Linked DNA regions of Zea mays: all the other regions are linked to region 1. A link is a contact called in public Hi-C data. All regions are on one chromosome and are shown on one strand. Each heading gives the region's core, a stretch centred on a gene start, on an enhancer-like site or on the middle of the called end of the contact. The rest is flanking DNA. Distances are from core to core; before and after follow the strand shown. Region 1 holds the start of LOC100284931. Region 2 holds the start of LOC100284857. Region 3 holds the start of LOC103640598 (Chaperone DnaJ-domain superfamily protein). Region 4 holds the start of LOC103640601 (auxin response factor 25).

Region 1 (5,346 bases), core at 2,264-4,763:
CAGTAATGGCGGCGAGGAGGGGGCGACAGTGGTAGAGGAGAGGAGGTGCGCGACTGCCTGCGGGATGAGGAGTAATGGCGCTGGTCAGCCGTGGGGATGAGAGCTCGCCGGCCGGGATGAGAGCGGCCGCGCTAGAGCCGCGCGACCGACGGAGAGCCTGCGTGCGGGCGTCTCTAGGTTTTTTTTGCTAAATGGGCCGTATACACTTGAATTGATAGATGGGCCTCAAATAGGCCAGCCAAATAAATTCCATCTTCTCTACCGCGGCGCAAATAAATGGTACCATATCGGTCAGCAAAAGAGAGCGGTAGCAACTTATAAACGTGCCTGCTATGGAGAAAGCAATCAGCTCTTGTAATCAGTTAGTGGTATTGTGTACATGTGTCAATTTTTTGCGCGCGCGGATGGACGATCCAGATTGAACAACAGTGATGCGGATGGACGATCCAGATTGAACAACAGCGATGGACGCTCCAGATTGAACGAAGGCAGAACGGCAGGCTACCCTTAGAGCCTTAATAAGTAGTAGAGATAGTGTAATATATATATATATATATATATATATATATATATATATATATATATATATATATATATATATATCCTGCAAATACACAGGACGACAAGGGGGCGATTAGGCTCGATCAGAGGTGATTAATTGCCCTGATCGTCGTCTAATCGCAACTAATCGTCCAGTGGGATCCATACCATCTGAAAACAATGTGTAGGTGTACTAATCGAATCCACGCTACAATACTACAACAGTATGTATCATCATATTTGTCAATGTGGATAACTTACAGTTCATTTGCTATGCAGTACCCGATACTACCAAGAGTGAGGAAAAAGTAAGAAACAAGTACACATAAATAAATGGAAGCGAACATTTTGAACTGCGGTTCAACTTCAACAAACAGATATGCAAGCAGGACTTAACACCTAACTATCTGGCTGTTTATCATGAATGTATCTGGCCATGTTCAGAAAATATATACAAATACACTGGTAGTTCGTAGAAATATTACACAACCAAATTCGTTCAAAATGCAGCACCTTAATAAAATGACTATGGTCACATAGGCCATGCAACAAAACTTTAAAGTCTGGTTTGGTGGATAAGGATTACGAGAGGATCCATAGGAGAGGAATCCTCTTGCTATTCAATTTTCACCAAATTAGCTCTCACCAAATTAGCTCTTAGAGGGCACATCTATTGTCGGAGACTCCTACACGGGGTCTGCGAAAGGGATAAACCAAGATAAGCCTTCTGCTGCAAATATATAGAGATTGCTTTGACGTCTGCAAAAGGGATAAACCAAGATAAACCTTCCCCGCAAATATAGAGGCTGCTTTAAACCTGTGATGAGACAGCTCTCACCACCACGTCAGCACTTCTGGAGCAAAACTTCCAAATTAAAAAAAAAGGACTCCAAACCAGGTAGCATCCCAATAAGACATGATCTTTATGCAAGGCTGTCAGATATTACCACTCTACCACTTAGCGTAACAATACTAACAACACCAAAGTCCGAAGCCTTCTAATTATAAGCATTCTAATTATAAGCAAGTTGGATTAAGCTAGAGATGAAATCCAACAAGGGTAACAAAGATTGAGCATAGAGTAACAAAACAGGTCTTAGAAATCGTACTGGTGACAAGAAAGAAGGAATTTTGTTGAACCAGGAACCAAATAAACTATACAAATTTATATAATTTAACCAACTAAATTACACATCATATAATTTAATTTCGAGGTTCCACTGCAACCAGTCATGCTCAAGAAACAGGAGAACATCGATGTCTTAGTATTATTAATTACCACAAACAGGAACAGCAGTGCAAGAAGTAAATAGCAGAAGGAAAACAAGAGGTATTAATACAAAACAGGCAGGAAGCGTCTAATATAGAGAAGAGTAAAATTCAGACGTTGGCTATCCTCTCTTCCATGCAGCTCATTCCCTTCACTCAGATTGGCATGCCTTTTGGCACGATCTGGTCCTTTATCCACATGTAAATAGGCACCAGAACATAGTAGGCAGCACATATCGTTCCTACGAGGAAGCGGAAGAGGAAGGTGATCGGATTCACTGGCTTGCTGACATCCTCCGCCTTGGGACCAAGCTGCATAGGAAATAAAACGGAGAACTCATACCAAAGCCATTGAATGCCTACCTACTTGCAGGAAAATGAACAATCTAGAGTCTTAACGAGATGTGCCAGAACCAGAAGCGCCACCTCTTTCCATTGTTATTAGCAAAATGAAAAGGAAAAGGTACCTCCAAGGGAGAGTCACCGCGCTCTCTCTTGACGCCTGTGACGGAGCAGCCCATGATGAGGCCATGCCTTCGGACACCGCGGTACCACTTCGGTCCAATCCTCTTCAGCTTGACATCCCTAAACCCAGCCTTCTTGAACCACTCGATGTACTCTTCCTCCTTGGGGAAGAGCATCCACATGTCGGCGAAGAAGCGGGACAGCCAGAAGGTCGGGTAGACCGGGCCGATCACACAAGCTAGCCCACCAAATCTCAGGACCCTGTAGGCTTCCTTGATCCCCCGCTGTGGGTCTGGCCAGTACTCGATGCTGCAAAGCACCATGACAGGGCAGGAAAATCAGCAATCCGTACTTGGGTAGCTCAGCTGTCATACTAATGGCTTGTTTGGGAGCAAGGGGATGATTAATTCCCTTTAATCCCCTTCTTCCAAACAGGCCCTAATGGAATGTGCAATCATCGCAGCACCGCTTATTTGGAACATATTCACAATACGCACAGGATGGTATACACGGACAGTAGCGAATCGAGCGGCAGGGGAGGACGAGAAGAGACCTGCCGGCGGAGATGTATCGGTCGAAGGAGTCGGTGGGGAACGGGAGGTCCTCGGCGTCGCCCTCCATGATGGTGACCCCCTTGAGGGCCTCCTTCTGCCGGGCCTTGTCGAGCTGGTGCGGGGACTGGTCGAGCAGCGTGACGTTCTCCGGGTTGACGTGCTTGACGATGCCGAGCGTGGTGAACCCCGTGCCGCCGCCGACGTCGACGACCGTGAGGTGGCGGCTGAAGAGGTCGGCAGGTTCCAGCGCGTCGTCGCGCATGTCCTCGGTCCAGTGGCCCGGATTGATGACGTGGTCGTACACGATGGAGAGGAAGCGGTAGAACCAGAAGGCCTCCTTCTTGTGCTGGATGAAGCGCGGCGCCGTGGCGGGCCGCGCCGCCGCGGGGGACGACGACGCCGCGCATCGCAGCCTGGCGCCCACCGCGACGGGGCTGCTCATCCGCCTGGCGAGGGCGAGGGGGCGGGGGAGGCCGGCGGCCTTGGAGGGGCCGAGGAAGCCCAGCCCCGCGGGACCGCGGACCCTGCATCTACCCTGCGCGAGCGCCCGCGCGCCTCCGCCCGGCGCGTAGGTGGAGGCCATCGCCATTGCCGCCGCCCGCGCTGCGAAGATGAGGAGGGGGGATGCGACGAGGAGAGTGAGGCCACGCTCCTGGGACTGGAAGGGAGAGAGGATGTGTGGTGGCTGGTGGGCGTATTGGATGGATGGGCTGCGGCGCTGCGCGGTGCCGTCCTCTCCTTCTCACACACACGGCCCGCGCCTGCCCTACTGGCCGTGCCGCGTGTCGGCGTGTGTGCGCGCGCGTGCGCGCGGCATGTGGGCCAGGGACCGGCCTGCTTGGATGAACGGCAAATTTTTTTTGGAAGCCCAAGGTAGAGATTGGAAGTCAGAACTTCTTTTAGGGGTGTTTGGTTACACCCCGCTAAAATTTAGTCTCTGTCCCATCGAATGTTTGAACCTCCGTTCCGGATATTAAATGTAGTCGGATTATAAAACTAATTTGTCAGCCAAAGATTAAAAGACGAGACGAATCTAGTCCAGTTGGTTGGGTCTATATTTCATACTCATATTTAAAAGTCAAACGTTTGATGTGACCCGGGCTAAACTTTAGCAGGAGCAACCAAACACCCCCTTACGAAAAAAGAGTAGTAGTTTTTCTTAAAGAAACCTCTGCTGATACTCAGGAATCAGGCCTAGACCATGAATCGTTTCACTTTTAGTCAAACATTATTAACTTTGACCACATTTATATAAAAATATTAATATTTATAGTACATAATTAATATCGTTAGATAGATTTTTGAATTTATTTTTATAGTAAAGTTATTTGAAGATATAAATATTACTAATATATTTTATAAATCTAGTCAAACTTAAAAAGTTTGAGCGACAAACATTGGTGAACCTAGAGTAGGAGTCATCTGCGTGCTCTTCACAAGCAAGAGTCTTGGAGATCGTGTGGCTCGGTCTGGCGCCACGAACATGCTCAATCGACTTTCCTCTTACGGTATACTACAATACATGACCCGGGCGCGACCGAGGGAAAAAAAATCGCATGCTCAGTTCGACTGGTGGGCATGCATCCAGTGCAGTGTAGCTTCCAATTGACAAGATTACAAGAACATTCGACTACCTTTACCAGGGAGATGGCCATTAATTTGCCGGGGCACTGAACCAGCTACTAGCAAGTGGCTACTCTCTCTCTTTTCTTTTCTTTTTCTCTTTTTTATTCAGAGATTCACGTATAAACTAGCGAAACGTAAAATGATGCACCAAATAGGCTCGCCTTTTTAGTCAGTTTGCACTTTCTTCACAAGTGGGAATGGATGTTACATCAGCCAGAAAGCCTGGCGCGGTTCGCTGAGTATGGCATATTTTCCTGATATACAGCGAAGAGTAGAAGACTGTCAGTGAACCGACAAACATCATATGCATGGTACGCTGGATAGTGAACTGTTAGACCAACGGACCATGATAATGAACAAAGCAATGTGACCTATCGCTATATAGTCAAAACAAAGGCAGTGACGTGTACCTTTCACGGCTACAGATCAATGTAGACACGCAAGCCATCACGAGCTAACTGCACGTCAATCCCCTCCCTGCGTTTCCAAATTACAGGACATGAGCACGCACAGTAAAGCGTCTGCTTTTAACGAATAGCAGTAAATGAACATGTGTCATGTGTGTCTTTCTATGATAAGATCGTGTTTCCATCTTCCTGTGTTCTTCATGTCAACTTATTCGGTACATGAACCTGTGTCTGCACACATCTAAGGTATCTAGGAGGAAGGCCTTACCTCCTGGACCATTCTTCCAATGTTTGGTTGTCCTTGTGATGATCCATCTCGTGGGTCATCCCAATAAGCAGTGCTCTTTTGGGGCAAATCCTCCTAACAGCATCTAGTGTCTGCATAAGATCTTAATATGAGCATAAATCATGCATGCAGGATATACAAGAAATAGGGAAACAGTTTGCATATAAATTATGAAAAAGTGGAATGAAATGAGAACCAA
Region 2 (4,657 bases), core at 1,694-4,193, 700 kb before region 1:
ACAACCTAGTAACCTACTGTTTGGGGAAAATTTCTAATTGGTTTACAACACTTGTATTTGCTAATGGAGAGAGTGCAGAAAAGCTTACCAATGGCTGTCCACCGTAAGCTGCTGCATAAAGGCTTCCATAGTATGGGTCAATATTTGGATAAGCGTATTGACCCTGCCAGACACAAAATGTGAAATCAGAAAACATAGGTTGCACCATACTCATTGAAATTAATGAACTTTGATGGAAAATTGTACAAAAGAGGAAACTGAAATGACAAAAATAAAATAGAACACAGCAGCAATCACTCCAACGAAGGCCTAAAAGAATGCTGAAACTAGAAGGTCATTAGCTTAAAAATAACTAATGACCATTCACAATAAAGAAGGTACGACCAAAAGTCCAAAACACATGTGTGGTGTACCAATTTGGACTAATATGAAGTTAGAAAATAATATGCATTTGACGGGGAAAATTTGGTACCAACCAGGTGTGCAAAGTTTCAATGAAGAAGCTTTGCTATTTTAATTTGAATGTGATGATAGTCAGCCATTTAGTGACACTAAGGCATGGAAATAGCAGAAACTTTGAGATGAAATATAACTTCCCTGGTTAGCAAAAATGTTCTGGAATCTGGATTAAAAGAGCCAAAGAGGAACACTTTTTTTCACTTCAGCCAACAGGGAATGGTGTATAACTGCATTCCTCACTTTATAGTTTTGATATTCATATGTTCTGTTATTGTTACTTTTGAAGTAGAGTTTGGAGCAGGGAAGGAGATGTGACACAACATATGCTATCACTTAGACATCATGCTACGACCGAACCTCTACCTTTTCCTAGACATAACTCAATGAAAAGAACCGTACATATCGATAAGTAAAGAGTTCTACAAGTGTGGTACCATTGCATGGCTCATGTCATGAGGGGCATAGGGTGCCACATAATCTGTTGATGGTGTGCCTACTGTTGGTTGGCTATCTGAACTAGTAACTGGGGCTTCTTGCTGGTCCCCAGGTTCAGCTTGCTTCTTCTGTTGATTTTGATCCTCAGCCCTGTGGTCACCTGCCCATGAAAAGACATGAATGGCAGCTTTGACATAGATGCCCTCAACCCTCATAAGGTCACATTCAACATGTGTTAAAAATAAATAGCCATTAATGCATGCCGCCACTCTTCATAAACCAACAAGTGACAAAAGTTATATAATGTTTGACACTATAGGAATTAATTTAAATGACAGAGAGCACTCAAAAAAATTCCACCAGCTACAAATCTACTTGGTAGCAGCAGGGTGCAACTACTATAACATATAATGCCATGTATGCACATGAGAACATTAGACATTGACAAAACTACATAAGCTACCCTGGTTTATTCAAAGCATACTGTTTATGTTGTTTCGAAATCCAAAGCAGTGAGCATGCATTAAACTCTGATTTCAGCCCCACAGTCGGAACTGCCAGCACAAAACTTTTCTTTCAGTGACAAACATACTGTGGAAGGACTTACTGAAAGAAATGCAAATAATGGAAAGATGGTTTGTTGCTGATTATCTGGTGGCGCAAAATGCAACTGATTGCTTGATCTATGTTTGCAACACATACATAATGAAATATTCTCTACAGTAATTCACACCACAGAAAGTTGTGGCATGTGTTCCGAATACAGCACACTATGCACTACTCTAGTGCTAGGGCGAAAAAATATGGCACGACTTTGGATGAATCAAGCATACCTGAAACACTGTGAACAACAGATGTCATGATTCCTTCCTTTGCAAGGCAAAGCACGACCAGGAGCAAGCACGGAGAAAAGCCACGCTAACTGCAACTACTCATGCAATGAAGCCACACTTAAACTGTCCTGAACACAAGCACAGAGCTCTGTTAGCAACCTGCAACCTATGGACTAAGCGCGCCAAGAAATTTTGTGAACCTAAGTGTGAGGAATCTTAGAGACCACAGAAGTTGCTTTTTTCAACAATATAAACCGGAGGCTAAACCTCTTACGGCAAGAAATTGATGGGGAATAATTCAAATGGGTGTAGGTGAGAAATATAAATACTCCAAGTGAATTGCCTGTGCGCAAGAAAAAGGCTGGCAGAGGAACCTGCGCCAGCGGCTAATTCTGCAAACAGCAAGGCGTACACTCTACACCTTCCTACCACCCGAGTAGCAAGTAGCTCGGCTGGCGTGACAATGCACGGCTATGCACAAAATACACACTCTACAAACTTCCTGGCACCCAAGTAGCTCGGCAGGCTTAACAATCTACAGCTACGTACAATATTCACGCCCGGGTTCGCAGCTGAGTGAACCGCCCTCGGTTACTGTGCGAATTCGAACCGTCTGTTCCGCTCGTGAAATTCGTGCGTCCAAACAGGCCGCCGCCGCAGCAGCAACATACGACGAGAATTCCTAGACGGGAGGACGCCAGGGACGGAGTCCGTGGGTGTCGAACGGAACCCTAAAGTTTCCGGGAGACAACCCGCGACGCCGCCGCGCGTCGGCGGCGGACTGGACGAGCCGACTCGAATTGCGGCGGAATTGTGTCGGGCAGGTGCGGCAGAGGGAGACAGAACCCACGGAGAAGTGCACGGGGGAGAGGGAATTCTCCGGATTGGACGGGCAAAAGCGCAGGGAACCTACACGCAGCACAGAGGGAGGCGCCGAGGATTCGGGGGCACAACCAACACTCACCGACGTGGGGAGGAGGAGCGAGCGCGCTCGGACCCGGGCGGCCGGACGAGGGCTGCGCGCGGAGGGAGCGGGAGGCGGCGGCGGCGGGCGGGGTCGTCTGGGGCGTGGCCGGCGGCGTGGCGATGGGGGCCGACGGGGCTTTGGGCCTCAAATTTGGGAGCCGGCTTGGAGGGGGAGGAACCAGGACCCGTCTGGGTGGTGGGGCCCACCGCTGGTGACCTGTATCAGAGTGGTCGCGTGGACCTGGATGCATCGCAGCCACAGATTTCTAGCGCCAATTTTTATAGACTTTATTTTTATTAATCTCCCTCATCTCTTTATTTGCTCCAGTTATTAGAAATTACAACGTGGTAAGACTTGTTTTAAAATTTTTCTATATATATTTACATCCTTGTTAGTTAGTAACTATCGCGAGTAGACTTCTCTTCTATAACTTTATTATAGTTAATTTAATAACCTCATCCTCATAGACAGTAAAATTCCGTTGTCGCGGTGGCGTACTGTGAAGGAAGAATCGCTTGGATTGGATCCTCTGCGGCACTCCACCACAGATGCTTCTAGTACCACCGTGCAAGTTCCACGTACGTACGTCCACAGTTTCTTGGCTAAGAACTTTTTTTTTTTGCAAATTTCCTGTGGCTGGTTTTGTTGCTTTGGAGTATGTTTGATTTTCTGTCTAACTTATCACACTTTACCTAACTTTTCTGTCTAAGGTTAGATTTTCAATTCGGATGACTAATCTTAGTTAGAGTGTGACAAAGTTAGCCACGAACCAAACAGGGTCCAGGTCTATCAGATTCTTTTAGGCCGTTTGGTGTGTTCCAAGATTCGTGTTGAGACGTGATCCTCAGAACGCGCCAGCACCATGAACTACATATGACTGGGCTCTGGACTGGAGCTTGCGGGTGGCCGAGGATGACAGAGCGGACGGCGGGTGAGGCCGAGGCGGCGGCGGGCTGGAGCCTGGAGCGGCGCCGTCGGGACCCGGCGGCGAGCGGCGCTGGGACAGACCCGAGGAAACAGTGGAACCTGCAGCAGACAGTGCAACCTCACTCGAAACTGAAACGATCTCATGTTTTTGTTGTGTATCTGAGATCAACGCTAGGGTGCGTAGACGACAGTTACCTGATGTGGGAGTAGATGGTTAGTAAACTGATGGCCAGATAAATTCTAGGTAGAACATGATAAGATGTCAAGTTATGATAAATTTTAAGGGCTTGTTTGGTTAGATCTAGATTAGGAAGGATTAGAGATGATTAAATTTACTTCTAGTCAAAATTAAATAGAAATAGATTTAATCATCTCTAATCTTCTTCTAGATTGAATAAACTCTAAGGCGTCGTTCGTTTCGGCCGGAACGGCCTATTCCCGGCCTCTTTCCAGGCGGGATGAATTAACCCGGCTTAAAATCCAGCCCAGTCTGTTAGAGCCGTTCGTTTTAATCTGGACTAGAAACAGACCCACCTGATTTGAATTCTCTTCGCTCAATTCTTGGTCTAGAACGAGTCCTGATGAGCTACCTCCCGAATTAGTTCTTGGTCTAGTGACTAGGAATTAGTGACAACATATGTATCACTTGATCCTGGGCTGCTTTCGATCCTAGCCTGGTTTGGACGCTGGCATGTCGAACGGGGCCTAACGGGGAAGGGGTGAAGCATATCAAGAAACATGGTACCACACGTAGTCCTGCAAGTTTGGGTTGTGCTTACTGGGCTAGCACGAGCCCGACACGAAATGGAAGGCACGTAGCCCGGCCTAGCACGAATTAAAAAAAACCGGGCTAGCACGACACGTTAGACGGGCTGGGCCGTGCTTCGGCTGGTGGCCCGACGGCCCAACTAGCCCGACACGCCTTCGTGGAACGTGCTCGGGCCAGCCCGACACGATTTTTATTGGCGGCGACTCTCGGTTAGGGTTAGGGTTGAGCGACTGCTCGGTTCCTGTAGTGGCGCCGGCGGCTCTCGGT
Region 3 (5,202 bases), core at 2,145-4,644, 810 kb before region 1:
ATGGTAAACATCACAAAAAGCAACGCTAAAGCCATCTCTCCTAGACACCACGGGTCCAGGAAGAGAGGCAATCCAAGCCACCAGAACGCAAGGAGCCTATAACAACTAGCTGTTAAATAAAAGATACAATACTGTATTAAACACTAATCTAGACAATGATGAGTCAAAGCATAAACATCCAAACACTTGCCTCATAAGCTGTTTGAAGCTTCTTGAATGATTCACAAGCCAATTGATTTCCCATATTTTTATCAGGATGTACAAGCAGGACCTAGAGAAACAAAACACAAGACTGTAGAAACAGGACAGTAATATGAATTTATATATATATATATTTTTTTTTGGGGGGGGGGGGGGTGCTGTAGTACCATTCTGTGATATTCTTTTTTCAGTGTCTTCTGATCAATGCTTCTATTACGAGGTACACCCAAAACTTCATAATGGTTTGAACCATCCATTATCCTCTTAATCTCATCCAATGAAGTAGAATCAGATTTCACTACTTTACTAGGAGGTTCCTCTTTTTGTACATGTAATACATCTTGGATGGGTGCTGAGCAGTATGGCTTCGCGCAAGACACGGTCTCAGGTTCACTGTCAGGAACTGATGGGAATTCACAACTACGATAGAACTCATCCATAACTGGATCAGAATCCTTCATGTCTTCAAACTGGCTTTCTTCAGTGCTTCCTTCGTATCCTTGCACTAACTTATTAAGAAGATCATTTGTCAAGAAAGAAAGGTTTAGTGTCAAGAAGACTCCAAGCCACCCAACACGAACAGCCACAGAATAAACACCATATGAAGTCAAAACAGGTATCACATATCGAGCATGTTTCAAAGAGCACATACAACCTGCATTAACACATAGAAGCCTATCATCAGGTGTAAAGTCAAATAAATATGACTACTAGGAAAAAAAGAAGCAGGTTAGGGACTTGTAAGAAATATAAGTATTATCAGGAGCAGATTTGTAAGTTTAAATAAACAAACCTCCAGCAACTAGAAGCATTCCTGTAATCCAAAAGTAGCCATACATCCACATAATTAATATTCCAAACAGCCCAACAATGAAAAGGCCAGGTGTATAGCCCATATAGTGAACAACTGCTGCTGCAGCCCCCTGAAACATTGAGCTATTAAAAATTAGAAAACGACACACCTTCAGATACTTTCTGATTCTAAATCTAAATATGAAACCTCTTGGTCCTTACTTGCAAGTAAAAGCTACATATTATACAAGTAATTTGATGACAATGAGCTATGCAGTCAGCATGGAAATGTCAACCTATCTGTGAGAAAATATCAGGAGACCTAGCATTAGGATTCTTTTGTTTTATTTTTCTACTGATTGAATTCATGCATGACTTACCTAGTGCAATCTAGATGAAAAGGTCTAACATTTTCCCCATCTTAATTAAGCCTGCTACAATTCACAACTGGGGAGATAGAAACTCAAACTATGGCAGAGGCATAAGTGTGTATTAGAGTCAATCCATCTACAATGAAAAGTATGCTATATTCATAGGTATTGGCATTTCAATTAATCAGACAAACAGTAGTTACTGCACGATAAAACAACTGAACATCAACTTTCTAGCATTTTGCTGAGATAGGACCCCCGCAGGGTACATATTACAAGACAGGATATGAAGGATGGAGTAGCATAGCATTATTCTAGCATAATTATATTAACATAACATGATTAGGTCAGGTCATACTCATCCGGAAGTTGTGTTTCGTCACCATAGTAACTTTGGCAGCAAAACAAACTAGACAGAACTAAGTAGTGAAAAAGAAGCACAGATCGCAGAGAGCAGTTCACATATTTTACTACTACCAAGTAGCAAGAACCATGTTTCATCACCACCCTACCTTTGGTAGCAAAACAATCTACATAGAACTAATTATTAGTATAAAAGAAGTTGAAAACGCAGTGTGCAGTTCATAGATATTACTTTGAGTATAGCATAGAATAAGCTTACTACTAAAAGCTTCACACAAACAATTGGCAGCAACACATGAAGGCAACCAGTGGTGGCACAGTTTTGGACATCCTATCCTATTTTTTTCACCATCCATCAGGCAACACTTTAACCACATCCCTAAACAAATGTAACCTCCCATGCAACGCAAAGTTGGACAGCAAAAGCAACACATGTCAAGATTTAGAATCTATCATGCCAAATCCTTATCCAGTAAATCTGAGCTAAAGTGCAGAAGCAACAAGACACGACAAGTAGGATTTACCGAGCACGAACCAGGCTAAGAAGCGCGTAGAGGGCGCACGCCGGCGAGGTCATGCACACGAAGAAGCTCCAGAGGATGACGAAGACGGCGGCAGGGCCGAGGCTCGCCACCGCCAGCACCCCGCGCGCCGTGCACCCGCGCCATTGCCGCAGCGCGGCGAGCGCGAGTCGCGAGGAGGTGGCGCAGGCCCGGGACACGGCGGGCCAGTGCCGATCGACCAGGAAGGCGAGGCGCTCCCTGCTGCCGCACGCAGCCGTGTGCGCCCACGCTAGGATGTGCTTCTGGGACAACACCCACATCCACGCCTGCTTCCACAGCCCCAAATCCTCCATGGACTGGAGGCCGCACGAAATGTCGAATTCCAATAAAGAAATGCTCAATCCAGAGACCGCGAGAGCCCCATTCCCCCCGACTGAATTCAAAAAATTAACATCCTCGAGAACCGAAGCAGCTGCTTGCAAGAACCTGCTTTCCCCCAAACCAATCCAAGAGCTCCAAGAAGAGGGATAAGCGCCGCAACCAGCTCAAGAACTAGCCAAGAACCACCGCTCCCTAGCCCGGGTCAGAGTCAGACACGCCCGGGCACAAAACCGGATCGAGCCCTAAACCCACTTGCCGCCACTTCAGCTGAATTGGCCGGGAACGGGAGGAGCTCCCTGGAAGCCGCTCTCCCGCTTTAGGGGCCAAGCAAGAAACGACGAGAAACCCCCGGGGAGCCTCAGAAAGGCGCCATCTTTCAAGGGGGGCTGCAGGCCGCCGACACCTGCGGATGGATCTCGCGCCGGTGAGTCGGCGAGGGTGGGGGGTAAAATAGACGGGAATCCGAAGCTTTGGCGCAGGCGGCGTCGCTCTCTTTTGCTGGTGCTTCGCTCGCTTTATGCTGCGCTCGGCGGCTTGGCTCGTGACAAAAGAGGGATTCCGGTGGATTTAAAAGGGGAAAGAGAAGACGAAGGAGAGATCTTGCAAAAGATGGCAGGGAGAGGAGGAAGATGAGGATAGACAGGATAGGGCTGCAAGTAACTTAGGAGAGAGGACAGAGGAGACACCGTTGGTTGCTACTGTCGTCAGTGGAATGGGGGAGGGAGAAGACATGGGCAGAAGAGAGGAGCAGGGCAAGCAGCCAGCAGGGGTGCTCAACTCAGTGCTGATGGATATGGGATGGGTGGTTATAGAGAGGGAAAAGAAAGTGTTTGGTTCAATTGAATGAGTAACAGTGGCACCAACAGTTCGGGAAAAAATCGCTATTTTGTTTTAATTAATGATGATGAGAATGGAAATTAATACTGCTTCAAAAAAACTGGTATGCCAATATATAATGAGAAAACATGGTAGAAAGACAACTGAGTTCATTTATGTGCTTGGCCTTTTAACTTGAGTTATTAATCACGGAAGAGTGGAGTGGTTAGCCACTTGTGAATTAATATATACTCATCCATGATCCATCCCAGATGGCAGAAGCTGAAATGTGCAAGGGGCTGTGTTGGGTACAATGTTTCTTAAAACCATGACTTTTCATTACTATATTTTACAATTGTCATAATAATATCGTAGTTTTTGTGAGCTCCAAAAATACCATGGTTTTAAGAAAGATTGTTTTGATACACCATTGTAAACCATGGTATTAAGCAAAATTCTAGCAATGTCATAAAAACTTTAAATTGTAGTGGAGTTTCGAATACTCTAAAAATACCATAGTATCTAGAATACCATGATTTTGAAAACAAAGTTTTCAGACACCTTATAACATAAAATACTATGATATTACTAAATGATATTCTTTAGAAACTATAAAAAATACTTCAGGTCCAAACAGGCTCTAAGGTTAGTATGTCTAGATTGGGAAACATGCACGGGAAGCTGTGAAGAAAGCGGTTAAGAAATGTTGGTGCTATAGAGAAATGTAGAGCTCCTAAGTCAGTATGTTTGGATGAGGTAGGCTAGTCACTAGTCATGCTAAGCTTGTCAACTCAAAGGCTCGGCTAAACAATTAGGTCACCTATTAGCATTCCTGTTTAGATGCACTAAGAACGATTTTAACTCATGTAGCAATAACTGGACCTTAATCTTTTAACTCTTTTAACTGGTAAGTGATAACTAGTTAAAAGGCTCATGTTTAGATGCACTAAGTTTAATGCACCTAGCAACTAGATCTAAATGAATCTTAGCCTTTTTTTGAAGAACTAAGTAACTATTTGGCATCACTTTAATTTGAATGCCGCATTAAGGATGGGTCTAAAACCACACACAACGGATGTCGGACGAGCTTCTATGGATGACCTAAGAGAAGTCGGAGTCATTTTCGTAGTATCACATTGTCACATTGTTTTTTCCCCTTTCTTTCTGTCTCCATCTTGGTTAATCCCTCTTCTTTTGCGTGTGGGTCCATTGCATTTACGCAGCTAGTTTCTCTCCCTCCAAACATCTTTTTCTCTTTTAATTTTTTCTATAAAAACAGAAAACACAGGTGTCCACACATGGACGACACCAAACACAAGAGAACAAAAATGGCATCAATCACACACACACACAAAAAAAAGGAAACGCAGATAGAAACAGGTGGTTCCTCCTCTACTGGCTTCGGTCGCTGCAGTTTGGCACGAAACGGTTGAGAATTGTTGGATCAAACATGGCAGTGGCGTATGGATGGAGGAGATGAACCACCGGAACTGATGGACCGTCCAAAAAGGTCTACAGGCTTGTCGTCACATCCGCAAATGACCTGACACTGATCTTTTCTGCTCGAAGCCTGCAAGAGAACATTCCAAGAGTACTCACGCTACAATAATCTATAAAGATAAAATACTGTAAAATCGTAGCCAGATTAAAGCCCCTCAGCATCACATGCCATCCACATGCAAAGTATGATTATTGGAGCAGGTGCTCTGCTAGCAAAATCATAGGCCTGCGCGGTATACATAAAAGAAATAATATTTTTTTCCTTGAAGGGCAAA
Region 4 (5,322 bases), core at 1,657-4,156, 590 kb before region 1:
CCCTTCACTTTGGAGGGGTTTTCCACGTTAAATCTGTGTCTTCTCTGTGATTGATCCTATTTGTGTCGCATTCATTTATAACACTCCCGACTAGGCGCTAGGCAATGGGTCACCGCCTAGATTCCGCCTAGCGCCTAGCTGAACCTTGGTATTTAGGCAGAAAGAAACAGACAGTTGAGATTAGTGAAAGCCGCTCATGCACAGTAACATTTGTTCTCCCTTGTTATTGATACTAAAGTTCCATTCCACTTGTTCAATAATCAAACTGCGTCATTTCTCCATTTTGCGACCATAATTTAAGTACATACCACGAAAAATATGACGAAATTTCCATTCATTATCATGCAGATCTCTTGCAACCAGCTCTTGCACTGGAGGCTGTTGTGAAAAATCCTGCAGATGGTCGAATGCATTAGTTTTTCCAAGGAAAAAACACATAATCATTTATTATAAATCTGTCAAGCTTAAAAAACTTAATCTTCAGTTGAAAAGATCTTAAAAAACAAACCAATGGAGGGAAGACTTTCTCAGCTGCTCGGCGCGGAACAGAGAATCCACCATGGGTACTCGTATCACTTGCAGTCAACGTCTTGCAGAAGTAATTGGTTGGCTGCTTGCTACCAGCACCCAATTCAATTGGAAGAAAAGGATCCTTTTGCTCTTCCTGTACATGGAATCACTTGATGAATGTACAGGCATTGTAATACCATTTGGAAGAACCTTTCATGAGAATCCAGGTTACAAGCATAGAGCTAAGTGGTGATTGGTAAAATACCGGGCTCAATGGTTGCAGTGTCATTTGGGCATACACCTCTTCAGTCTCTGCATCAGCCTGAATAACAAAGAAATTATTTCATAATGCTTCTTAAAGACTAGGCAATGGTCCATTAAGTTTGAACTCACATGCATTGTGACATTATGAAGCTGGCATATTAACTGTGGAGGTAGGTTTGGATAGTTTGGGATTTGAGCATCAACTTCTTTATTAGTTGATGCAGCAACCTGCATGAAAATAGAAACAAACAAAAGAACCTCTTAAGCACAAAGGCACGAGATCAAGTGAATCTCTACAAATAATTTCATTAACCTGTACAAAACTAGACGGAGTTTAAAAAAAGTGACTTAAAGTGATAACAATCTCTGAACAAGATTGATTTTCTGAACACAGGAAACCTTTATGTGTATAGTTGGGCAAAGTGATTTTTCAGTTGAATTTTCCGTAAGTGTTATGTTTAGTCGATCCATTTAACGTATGCAATGTAAAGAATCAGAAGGGTAGCAGCTCAAGTGATTCTTTTTTTTGTTCCTCATCTGCAAAAACCTGATAGTCTCAACTCTCCAGTCAACAAACTCGGACGTATCTAGTTTATTCAAAGATACTGCTGAGTGACCGACCTGCTCACTATGGCCCTGAGGAAAGTAGACGACCCGGCTCCCAACCACAGGCAGGGACACAAGGGGCCCTGCGCATGCATGCCATAGCTCTGAGTTCAGACACCTTTGTTCCCCTGCAAAATGCCAAGCACACATGAGTGGAACAGGAAGCCACCAGAAAGCAGAGTTCATGTGAGACTACTATCCGTGCTTGGCTACAGACAAGAGGGGGTTCAGTGAATATAACATGTAGAACATGTGAACCATGAGTGAAGCTGAGCAATGCCCGAACTTTTCTTTTGGTTGTGCAAGTAAGTGAAGAATATGAACGAATGTCATCATGCATACACAAAGAGCAACTGAGCAAGCCATTTTTGCTTATTTGTTTGGGAACATCAATGCACATTGCACAATGACAGCAGCCCATAATCCGCAAAACCATGCCGAGAGTAACCCAAGCTGAGAAGTTCTGGACCGAATCAATGCTGAAACCGTGATGCGAGATGTACCGTCACTTTCAGGTGATGGCTCCGACATCTTGGGCGGGGAGAGGTTCATGTTCCCTCCCACCAACCAGTACGACCTGGGGGCAAGAACACCAAGGTGCGGCGATGAGAATGGCTGGGCTGCGGGAGCTGCGCGTCCTTAGAAGCTCGCCATGCTCCCAGAAGCAATGTCAGCCCGCTCCCCCTCCGCTTCAGAGCAACCGTTCCCCTTCCTCTGCTGCTGCCGCCGCCGCCGCCTCCCCTTCCCACGCAGGACGCAGCAGCAGCCAAATCCGCTCGAGGAACTCGCTACCCGAACCCAGGACTGTCGCGGCAAACGCGCGCCACTGCGGGCGTCATCGCCCGGAGTCCTCGGCTGAGCACCCGCACCACCTCAAAGCTCCAACCTTTCCCCGAAGAAGCGAAGAGAAGCGCCGGAGCGGGCAAGCTGGGTTCTGGGCAGCCGACGGAGCAAGCGCGCGGGGAAGCCGAGGCGGGGCGCCGGAGCTGAGCTCATCAGACCAAGCAGCTAGCAGCTAGCTAGACAGACAGACAACCCTACCCTTCGCGAAGCATGGGCCACGCGCTCGCAGAACCGAGACCGCCGCGGCGGCTCGCAGGAACCCCACTCGAACCTCCCATTGCACGCGCGGCGCGCTCCGGACCAGCCACGCTCCCGCCGCCGCCGAGCTCAGGGAACCTCCGGCAGCGCGCGGTCACGCCCGACTCCGAGCGCCGGGTGGCCTCCCATTCGACGCGGGCAGCGCGACCACCGGGTGGGAGCGGCAAGAGGCGCCTGGGTGGGTGGGGGCTGGCAGAGAACCCTAGGGGAGGGGGGGGGGCTAGGCCGCCATGGCTGGATCGAGGAGGGGACGAGAGTGGAGTGGAGTACTGGAGTGGCGTGGTGCGGTGCTCCTTGCTTGCTTTCGTTCCCCTTCTCTCTCTATTTTCCCCCTTTTGGTTTACGGGGGAGCCGAGAATAGCAAAGAGAGTGAGAGAGAGGGAGGGACAGTAAAAAAAATATCTGGAAAAAAGGTTAGATCTATATCTATCTCTTCCCCCTTTATCCCCTCTTTATATATTTTACCTGAAGATGAATCTGTAGTGTGTGGCTTTGGAAGGTTTTGAGCTTTGACTGGCTGGATCCTCTTCCTCCAAGAAGTAAACCAGGATCCATGTGGGTTGTTTTGGAGAAAGCGTCGCAAGTGGACGCTTTGGTACACCTTACGCACACGCTGTGATCATCTTTGAAACAGCAGCTGAAGCAGCCATCCCACACCTTCGTCTCCGTGTGTCTCGCTCGCGGTACGAGGATTCCTGCCTGCCCACCCATCATCCCATGCACAGACTGCAAGTGCAAGTGCGGTGCAGCAGCCATGCTCTTGCTCGGCGGGACGGCCGTTGACGGTTTTTACTTTTTATTACCGGCCCACTGCCCAGCGGCCAGCGCCCCCAGCCACGAGGCGGTGCCGTGCCGTGCCGACACGACGGGACGTGACGCCTGCCTGTGTACTAGTGCGTAGTGCCAGTGCGCGCCATGCAGCGCAGCGGCGGACTGGAGGAGGGGCCGACCGACCGACCGACGGACGGGACGGGTCGTCTGGGCATCTAGAGCCGCCCGCCGTGGCCGCCGCTACGTACATTTGGCTGAGCCTATCCGGAGCGGTCCTCTAAATTTCTATGTTGTTTTGTTTATTTTCTAATTTTTCATCTTCCGCACACGTACCAATAAATTCTTCTCATATATCTCATTACAATCATAAAATATCATTAGCGATAATCCAGATGTCACCCGGCGAACCTCCCCTCCTCTCAGTCATCATAGTCGATGTATTTATATGGGTCCATAGAGACTTGGGCGAACGACACGTGTGTCCAGTGGGGCTTGTTCCTGCGAGTGGGGGCGTGGGCGGGCGCAGTGCTGCTAATGCTGAGCGGCGCGGTGGTTGCTGCGTTTGAGCCGGCGAGGGAAGCGAGCGGGTGCTGCAGGGTGGATTGGAGAGGATGTGGTTGGATCACGGTAACATAAACATTATTAGGTAAAGAAAGTGTTCAATGGCACAACTTGTCTTTTTGGTGCAAACTTCAGGTACTTCTCCAAGTTGAGCTTTAGGTTCCTCGCGACCTCACTTATATTCGTACAAATACAAACAAATGAACAAATAATGGATATGATAACATTACACCGAAACACAATAACAAAATATTCTATGTGTCGCTTTGAGATCGTAGACGAGAACCACTAAAAACGAAGCTAAAATGAATTAGTTATGGATTTTCTAAGTTTTTAGATTGTTTTGATATTAATTCTTGCACTAATAATAATAAACTTTATTTATTTTATATAATCCTTTTTATTCTGTATGGACGGTGGATACTATTCCATAGGAGCTAAGGGGTCAAACTGCAAGTTTTTGGGGACCTAAATTAAATTCTTCTAACTGTTTATGGATGGCGGGTTGATTAGGCAACTCCGCATGAACTCTTTAGCAAAGTTGTATCGACCGAAAGGGTATCAAGTATCATGAGTCGTTGGATCAACGGTCTGCGGTTCCGATTAGATCGCGTGTTAAACGAACCGGTACGCAATCTCACTTGTGGGGTCTTGGATCGACGACCCACAACCTTACACGCTTAGATATATCTGCTGGCTTCGATTTCCATATTGGTGGTTTTGATTAAAACGTCAAAGGGATATCTCCACGATCTAATCTGAGTTGTTCTCCCACGAATCAATGGATCATGTTCGGCTACCCTTGTCTCAAATCATGATCGCCCATTCGAGATCTTATGGTCTGCGCCCGTCATCCTCCTACCTCCCAATCGATCCAAGCGGCGGCGCCCTGACCCCACCGGCGAGCTCACCGGATAAAGCACAAACTAGCGACCTTGATCGCAAATTACCAGCCTGATAGCTCTTCACGATGCCGAAGACACAGAGACTCTAACATGAGACTTCTTACCCCATAGTTATGTAGTGACAACCCCAGCCCACGGTGAGTGACAGATCCGCGGCGCAGGAAAGACTCCAGGGACAAATTCCCCATGCTTCGATGGTTCCCTTCACGCATTGATGCTCTGGTTGCCTTCCACGAACCACGACGAGTCTCCATGTCTTCCTGTTGTGAATCATCTAGACCCTTTAATGATGTGTTGGTAATTAATGACAAACTTATGTGGACTAACAATTCTTGGAGAATAAAAATTCAAGTTAGACCACGGGAAAAAGGGTTTATCGAAGGTCTTGGAGACTTAAAGCATCGGTTATGGACCAGGTGAAGGCAAATGTATAACATAGGTTTTATTTTTACTGGTCAAGTGTTTAGATAAGGAATTGACCGAATTAGTAGGCTAGATAGTTATACAATCAAGAGGGGTCAATAACACTTGTCTATGTAAGACTTAGTGCCTCATAGAGCATCTAGTAGTTGCATGTGCATGAAGACTAATAGCGTTTCTGATT

Evidence for each region. A called contact is a pair of places that touch in the nucleus more often than the background predicts.
Region 2: a Hi-C map of ear shows a contact between it and region 1, with 3 times the contacts expected there. The contact joins the promoter of LOC100284857 here to the promoter of LOC100284931 in region 1. A contact is called at or near these places in 6 of 25 Hi-C or Micro-C datasets (bundle sheath, ear, endosperm and 2 more).
Region 3: a Hi-C map of endosperm shows a contact between it and region 1, with 4 times the contacts expected there. The contact joins the promoter of LOC103640598 here to the promoter of LOC100284931 in region 1. A contact is called at or near these places in 6 of 25 Hi-C or Micro-C datasets (bundle sheath, ear, endosperm and 2 more).
Region 4: a contact with region 1 is called in a Hi-C map of bundle sheath, with 3 times the contacts expected there. The contact joins the promoter of LOC103640601 here to the promoter of LOC100284931 in region 1. A contact is called at or near these places in 4 of 25 Hi-C or Micro-C datasets (bundle sheath, ear, endosperm and 1 more).

Annotation. Positions count from the first base shown.
Region 1 is chr1:178,100,937-178,106,282 of Zm-B73-REFERENCE-NAM-5.0, forward strand. LOC100284931 reads right to left here and starts at 3,514. Exons shown (of 3, transcript NM_001372149.1): 1 at 2,828-3,514; 2 at 2,277-2,583; 3 at 1,693-2,121. The coding sequence starts at 3,417. The coding sequence ends at 1,966. It overlaps LOC100273038 (hydrolase-like protein), which reads right to left. Exons shown (of 10, transcript NM_001147487.1): 8 at 5,130-5,239; 9 at 4,865-4,931; 10 at 4,174-4,708. The coding sequence ends at 4,874.
Region 2 is chr1:177,398,766-177,403,422 of Zm-B73-REFERENCE-NAM-5.0, forward strand. It overlaps LOC100284857, which reads right to left and starts at 2,944. Exons shown (of 5, transcript NM_001413141.1): 1 at 2,692-2,944; 2 at 1,728-1,855; 3 at 894-1,054; 4 at 89-163. The coding sequence starts at 1,755.
Region 3 is chr1:177,291,497-177,296,698 of Zm-B73-REFERENCE-NAM-5.0, forward strand. It overlaps LOC103640598 (Chaperone DnaJ-domain superfamily protein), which reads right to left and starts at 3,395. Exons shown (of 9, transcript XM_008663819.3): 1 at 2,263-3,395; 2 at 995-1,124; 3 at 369-856; 4 at 191-271. The coding sequence starts at 2,583.
Region 4 is chr1:177,509,022-177,514,343 of Zm-B73-REFERENCE-NAM-5.0, forward strand. LOC103640601 (auxin response factor 25) reads right to left here and starts at 2,907. Exons shown (of 14, transcript XM_008663839.2): 1 at 1,884-2,907; 2 at 1,396-1,508; 3 at 904-1,002; 4 at 776-832; 5 at 509-664; 6 at 309-393. The coding sequence starts at 1,932.